Linked DNA regions of Rattus norvegicus: region 1 is linked to region 2. Evidence: chromatin contacts called from public Hi-C data. All regions are on one chromosome and are shown on one strand. Each heading gives the region's core, a stretch centred on a gene start, on an enhancer-like site or on the middle of the called end of the contact. The rest is flanking DNA. Distances are from core to core; before and after follow the strand shown. Region 1 has its middle 79 kb from the start of Pdcd6ip. Region 2 overlaps LOC102554279 (a long non-coding RNA gene).

What was found. Hi-C and Micro-C count contacts between places; a contact is called where the count stands out from the background.
Region 1: a Hi-C map of frontal cortex shows a contact between it and region 2, with 5 times the contacts expected there. The contact joins two enhancer-like sites. A contact is called at or near these places in 4 of 12 Hi-C or Micro-C datasets (the A7r5 cell line, Schwann cells, frontal cortex and 1 more).

Annotation. Positions count from the first base shown.
Region 1 is chr8:122,443,775-122,447,221 of GRCr8, forward strand. No RefSeq gene overlaps it. Among named protein-coding and RNA genes, the nearest start is that of Pdcd6ip, 79 kb to the right of the region's middle. Within about 2 kb of position 1,902, at least 9 of the 93 cell types and tissues checked have an H3K27ac peak or open chromatin away from gene starts, as enhancers often do.
Region 2 is chr8:122,191,013-122,194,553 of GRCr8, forward strand. The region is part of intron 4 of LOC102554279 (a long non-coding RNA gene); the gene reads right to left. Among named protein-coding and RNA genes, the nearest start is that of Pdcd6ip, 330 kb to the right of the region's middle. Within about 2 kb of position 1,534, at least 8 of the 93 cell types and tissues checked have an H3K27ac peak or open chromatin away from gene starts, as enhancers often do.

The DNA of each region.
Region 1 (3,447 bases), core at 652-3,151, 250 kb after region 2:
CCCTGCCACATCGTGCCAAGCCTCAGCTGCTCTCCATGAGTCCTCCTTGCCTTCAAAGCCAGCACCATGTTGGAGACACTTACAGATTACCAAGTTTGGCTACCAACTTGAGAGGCCGCCTTGGCCTTCTCTCCAGACCACAGCAGTCCAAGCGATGGCTCTGGCTGAATAAACCCCAGGAGATTTCATTCCAGTAATGCTGACCTCTCTGTGTGCGGTCGCAGCTGATTTCTCAGTCCAAGCTGACCAAAAGTTACAGATTCTTAATTCAAAACATCACACGAATGGTCCCAATAGGTCTTTAAAGGACTCTGAGACATCGATCTGAAACTTCCCAAGCCAGGCCTCCAGTCTTCTCGCTGCTCCCCGTCCTATCTTCCAAGCTCCTACAACAGCTCACTGAGCTCTGAGCAGCTCTGAGCACTCAGTGGCTTCTCCACTCCAAAGCTACAAAGTCATCTACTTCCTTCCTACTGCATAGTCTTAAAATCTAAAAGCTACGGGGTTGGGTCCATCACAGCAGAGGGGGAAGGGTAACTTCAGCTCACAGGCTGCTGAGGGAAACCAAGCTCACAGTCCATCACTGAGGGAAACCAAGGTAGGAACCTGGAAGGAGGATAGAGGAATGCTTCTAACTGCCTTGTTCTTCAGTTTGCTTGCTCAGCCTGCTTCCTTATACACAGCTGGCCTGCCTAGGGACGGTACCGCCCACAGTGAGCTAGCCCCACCCACATCAACCATTTATCAAGAAAATGCCCCCCATATCCTTGCACACAAGCCAGTTCAGTGGAGGAAGTTCCTCAAATGGGGCACCTGCTTCCCAGGAGATTTTACTTTGTGTCAAAGTAACAAAAACAAAAAACAAAAACAAAAACAAAAAACTAAAAAACCAGTGCACTATTGTTGCTTGGCTGAGGCAGCTACAGTTGGGCAATCTTCAAGACCTACCAACCTCCTCCTAGCTACCATCATCTTTTATTCCTTCCTGCCCACAGACATCTTAATTCATCCTCTCTCACAAAAGAAAATGATTGCAAGGTCCTACCCTTTTTTTTTTTCCCCGTGAAGAGAAAAGAAAACTAATATTGTTTTCCTGCTTGGAGCTTTGTCAGAAATGCCTGGAAGACAAAATTAAATCTGAGATCAATCAAAACCTTGAGCAAAGGGATAAGCCAGACCTCCCTCAGGGCTCAGACTATGCGGACCCCGCCAGGCACTGGAAGTCCTTGGAAGGAGTGCTGGATGTGACCTTCCTGTCCCAGGATTTTACCTCCTAACGATGTCATCCTTGCCCTGATCTGATCCCAGTTTCGGGTGCACAGCCCTGGTCCTGCCTCACCTCCTGTTCTGACATCAGCATGGAGGACTAAGGGACCCTGAACTGTGAGCCTGGCTTCTTAAATACTCTAGGGGGGTCTCCGGGACCCTCAAAACAGCAGCCAGCAGCTAAGCACTGTGTCTTTCCCCCGTCCTAAGGATGAGTTAGGTTGATTGAGGATTTTCTTTTTGGTCCTTTTAAATTGTAAGTGGCTGCAGCTCAAAATGTCACAAATACAAAAATAACATCTCTTGACACTCCGCGGCTTAAAAACAGTTCCTGGGATGAGGTCTATGTTCTGTTTCTCCGCATCCACTTGGCTGACGCCTCCCTCCCTCCCTCCCTTCCTCCCTCCCTCTCTCGTCCGTGTCTGGTTAATAAGCATCATGTCTTTCCATAGTCTGTTTCTGCAGGCATCCTGGTCTCCTGCTGTATTTTTCCCATCTCTGCTTAATTCTTGCCTCCTCAGACCCACCCATCAGAGCCTTCTCAGCAGCCCAGCTGAGGCACAGCCTTTGGCCAGAGACTGTGTCATCTGCCTGTACACAGGGTCCAGTTTCCTGCCTCCCCTCTGCTTCCAGGCCTGCTTTGCTGCTCTCTGGGCAGTGGTTGAGTGGAGCTGAGGCTTAGGTGACTCTCTTGGGCTCTGTCCAGTGCCATCGGCTACCACCATGATGATGGGGACAGAATCCTTGCTGCCTCACAGGCAGGGAGCCATGGCTTGGAGCCGAGCGGCAAGGCATCTGGGGACCAAGGAGGGGACTCATGGTGGAAAACACATCAAAAGAACAAGCGATGACTCCATTTTCCTTTCTCAAAACACCTGCCCAAGACGCCTCCTCTCTATTCCTGTCAGATTATCCCAAGGCAGCCACACAAAGACAGCTGCCTCGCATAGGATTGGGGCTTTGGCCAAGCACACCAAGGTGCAGTCCAGGCCTCTGGGCAGAAAGGCCTTGACCCAGTGTCCTAGGGCCTCGGCGTAGTCACTTGTGACGTAAGATAGTAGTAACTCAAAGTGTTTCTCAGGTTCACAGGAGGCGGTGGCCGTAATAGACTTGAGGCACCATTGTCTCCTGGCTTCTGTTCAAAATTTCTTCCCACCGAGGATGGTGTGCACACCTTTAAACCCAGCACTGGGGAGGCAGAGGCAGTTGGGTCTCTGTGAATTCAAGGCCAGCCGTGTGAATTCATGTGAATTCATGTATTCGTATAGGGACACCTTATCTCAAAAAAAAAAAAATCTTCTTATGACCTCTCTTGTCTCTCTGTAGAAAAAGTTGGCTCTTGGATAGTTTCTCCTAAGAAAGCTCTCTTTCAGTCAGCCAATCCACTTGAAAAAGTTTTCTGAACACCTACACTGTGCAGAGTTCCTTAGACAAGAACTGGGCACGTTAAAATCTAATGAGGTAGCCCCTGCTCTCTCGAGGATCGCAAGGCAGCAGAAGAGACACACACCAGGTACGACAGGCACCTCAGAACTGCAGGGAAAGGGTAGCTATCGGATTAGTGAGGATAACCCATGCTCTTTGGAGACATGGTCTGAGTCAGGTTACCTGCCCTCCTTGGTGGGGGAAGGACTTCTGGCATGAAAAGCCAGGGGCAGGAAGCTGTCAGTGTCTGGGGCTTGCATGCCCTGCTCTACAAGATCCTGCTGTGAAGAATGTGGGAGTGAGGAGACGACCCTGTTAAGGAAGTTCTTGCCTCGCAATCCTGAGGACCTGAGTTTGATCCCCAGAGTCCACACTCTAAAAAAGAGATGGGAGAAGCCAAAATGGCACACACTCAAAATCTCATCGTTGGAGAGCCTGAGACAAGGTGGTTGCAGGGACTAGCTAGCAAGTGAGCGAGCCTATTAGGCAAGTTCCAGGCCGTGAAGAATCTGCACCAGATAGTATGAATAGTGCCTCATGTCTCCCCCTGGCTTCCACATGCATGTGCACACACACATGCACACACACACGGACACATACATACATACATACATACACACACACACACACACAATACTGAATAAACAAAAAGATTCTAACATCCAGGTAAAGCTTTATACTCTAACCATACTCTACCCTCTCATCTTAAACACACACACATGGACATACACATACACACACACACACGGACACACA
Region 2 (3,541 bases), core at 284-2,783:
ATACATACATACATACAAACACTCATGTACTTAAAATGAAATGAGTCTTAAGGAAAAAACAAGCTGGAGAGAGACTAAGGAAGACACACAAAATTGACCCCTAGTCTCCATTTACGTGCTTTGCACGCACATACATGCATGTGCATCTGTACTTACACAGGAACAGAGAGAGAGAGAGAGAGAGAGAGAGAGAGAGAGAGAAACAGAGATACAAAGAGAAGGTAAGGTACAATTCTTTGTCTCTAAGACTAACATGAATCCATTGCCCACTTGAAGGTCAGTGGCTTCTCGCTGCATTGTTTCCTACACAGGACATCTTTCTCCAGAAACGCCTCCCAGTTTTGTTTCCCCTTCTATTAGCCTCATGGAGTATCCCCCCAAACATCCTGTGGTCCAGGCTCCACTGTATCTAGCCAGATGACCAAACTGCTCATCACTACAAAGCCAATGTCCAGACATGGGGAGACGGTAAATCTGTCCATCCCTTGCCCCACTTCTGCCTGACTCTGACCCAGATACTGAGTTGCTCATGGGCCTTTCCTTTCTTATAACTGGTAAATCATGCTTCATATCTGCACAGAGGAGAGCCGAAGTAGAATCAGAGACCTCACAATCCAAACCCTTACAGTGTCAAGTGACCCATTGGTTACCCAAGCCCTCATGTGTCACTCTTGACACTCTTGAGTCTCTAAGGATGTGTGAGGTATCAGCAAACAGCTGCCTCAACCACGAACGTTGTCCCAGACACAGCCTATCTTGTCTTCCTTCTGACAGCACCTCGAAAAGAGACCTATACCTGAGGCCTCCTACATGTGAGTTGTCTCCCTGTCTCTCTATTTTGGCTCTCTAGTCTTGATGATTTCATTCTGCTTGCTCGAAAATGAAGCAGATCGTTGGGAGGGGTTTTCTAGCCAGGATCCAAATTATCTTTCTTAACAAGCTATGATGAATGTTGGAGAAACCACAGCCAATGGAAGAAAAGAGCGAAGGAGGTGCCCAGTAAACCTTGCACCTGGTAGGGAAAACACGTTAAAATACTCCATCCTCAAACCCCTGCCTTTGTTTTCTGAAAGCTTCTCCCGTGTATCTGCCTGTCTGTATATAGATGTATATGTACACATGTGTAGATGCATGTAAAGATCAAAGGCAAAGACAGGATGTCACTCCTTAGGATCCTCTTTCATCGGCCTGGATCTTTACCGAGTAGGCTAAGCAACCTGGCCAGAAAGCTGCAGGGATCCACCTGTCCCCACCTCCTATCTTGCCATGCCTGGAGTTATGAGCATATGCCGCCACACCTGGTATTTTACATGGGTTCTGGGAATCTGAATTCACACAGACAAGGCAAGCAATTTACCAAGACATTCCTCCCAGCCTCTATTTCTTGCTATTTTAGAAAACCTTTGGAGATTGGGTGGTTTTTTTTCCTGCATACAATGCTGTTTGAGTCAGACAACCTACAAAGGAAGGCTGTCAGACACCCGAGGTGGCCCCACAAATGTGCCATGCATGCCCTCTGGTTGAGTTGAGCCTGGGTCATTCTCTGAACCCTGTACAAAGCAGACAGTCAGCAGATGACTGTTGAACGGATTCAGACATGAAACAGAGCTTCAGAGGGTCTTCTCTGGTTGCCTGGGAGCACACATTTACCTGCCTGATCTCCGCAGCCATGAGAACAGTGGTCACATGTGTCTGGTCTCAGCTTGGATTCTCTGCTCAAACTTGTTCCATAGTCATTGAGCACCTGTTTTCTTTGGCAGGGCCGCTTCCACAGAGCTATTCCAGTGGACATTAGACTTATTGCCTGCTACATCTCTAGTGAATGATAGCTTTTGTGACAGGGAAAATGCTCCACGTCCTCACGAGTCCCATCAGTAGACATCGCTGTAAGATAGGAACAGAGCAGCAGGCAGAGACGACCGCTAGTGAAGATTTAGCTCCTGGTTAGCAAGAACAGACTTTGCAAGTAGTTTTGGAAATGAGGTCAAACCCATTTGTTTCCAGATGGTCCCAGACAGTCCAAAAAGAAAAAGTAGCAAAGGGTAATGGAAAATTTTTCAGGCATCGTGTGGTCATTCATCACATCTAACCAGCACCTCTGTTTCTGAAAGGCTGGATAAATCTGTCTTGGAGCTAACCGTGGATCTGTCTAGTAGATGTGAACTTTATTTTTCTAAGTAACAACTTTTCATTGAATGCTTCCTAATCTGATACAAAGTAATCATTCCTCCGATGTTGCAATCCACTGGTCTCTTCTAGCATTATTCACACAATCGTTTTTGTTGAGCATCTATTGTTTCTGGACATGGGGATGGAGTAATGAGCAGATCATCCACCCTGTGAAATGTATGTATTCACTCTATTTGGGCCCTGGGGAAGATCAACGAAAAGGGGTGTGTGTGTGTGTGTGTGTGTGTGTGTGTATGGTATGTGTGTATGTATGTGTGTATGTATGTGTGTATGTGTATGTGTGTCTGCTTGTGTGTGTATATGTGTGTATATGTGTGTATGTGTGTGTATGTGTATATGTGTGTATGTGTGTGTATGTGTGTATGTGTGTGTATGTGTGTGTATGTGTGTGTATGTGTATGTGTGTGTGTTTGTGTGTGTATATATGTGTGTATGTGTGTGTATGTGTGTGTCTGTCTATCTGTCCGTGTGTATATGTGTGTATGTGTGTGTATGTGTGTGTCTGTCTATCTGTCTGTGTGTATATGTGTGTATGTGTGTGTATGTGTGTGTCTTGTCTATCTGTCCATGTGTATATGTGTGTATGTGTATGTATGTGTATGTGTGCATGTGTGTGTATGTGTGTGTATGTGTGTGCGTATGTGTGTGTGTCTGTCTGTGTGTCCATGTATATGTGTGTGTGCACGCGCATGTGTATATGTGTATCTGTCTGTGTGTCCGTGTCTGTGCATGTGTCTGTGTGTCTGTGCATGTACATGTATATGTGGGTAATCGGTGGGAGGTTTCAGATGAAGGAGGTCAGAATCACTGCGGTAATAGGGGCCTGTTCTCTGATGTAGAGTCCTCAAGGCAGACTTCATGAGGTGGACATTCAATAACTAGCTTTCGATTAAACTGATGCACATATAAATGAGAAGACCTTTCAATGGGTCTTCTCTAGCTGCCCGAAAGTCCTTGAGGCAGAGCCCTGAGAGAAGTGTGAAAAGTAAATCTGGAGAGAGATCATTCTAGGCAGAAGTAAATCCACGTGTAATAGTCCTGGGTCAAGAGACGTCTGGAATTTTCTGTGATGGAAAAGGAGAGCTCTAGAGTGGAGGGACTGGAGGGAAGAGACTATGATGCAAGGTCGGAGATGCATATCTATGAAATGCTACAATATAGAACAATATTTTATCTGCCGTTATGCCCTCCATACCTCTTCCCTGCCACACGAGAGTATTTTAATAACTATTTGTCACTGTTATAAATGGATGGATAATTTACTTGTACTTTCCGCCATTTGGGTGCACTCTTTCCATTGTTATAAAATCATGAATTTAATCTTTGTTTTCACTTCTATTTGATTCCTGAG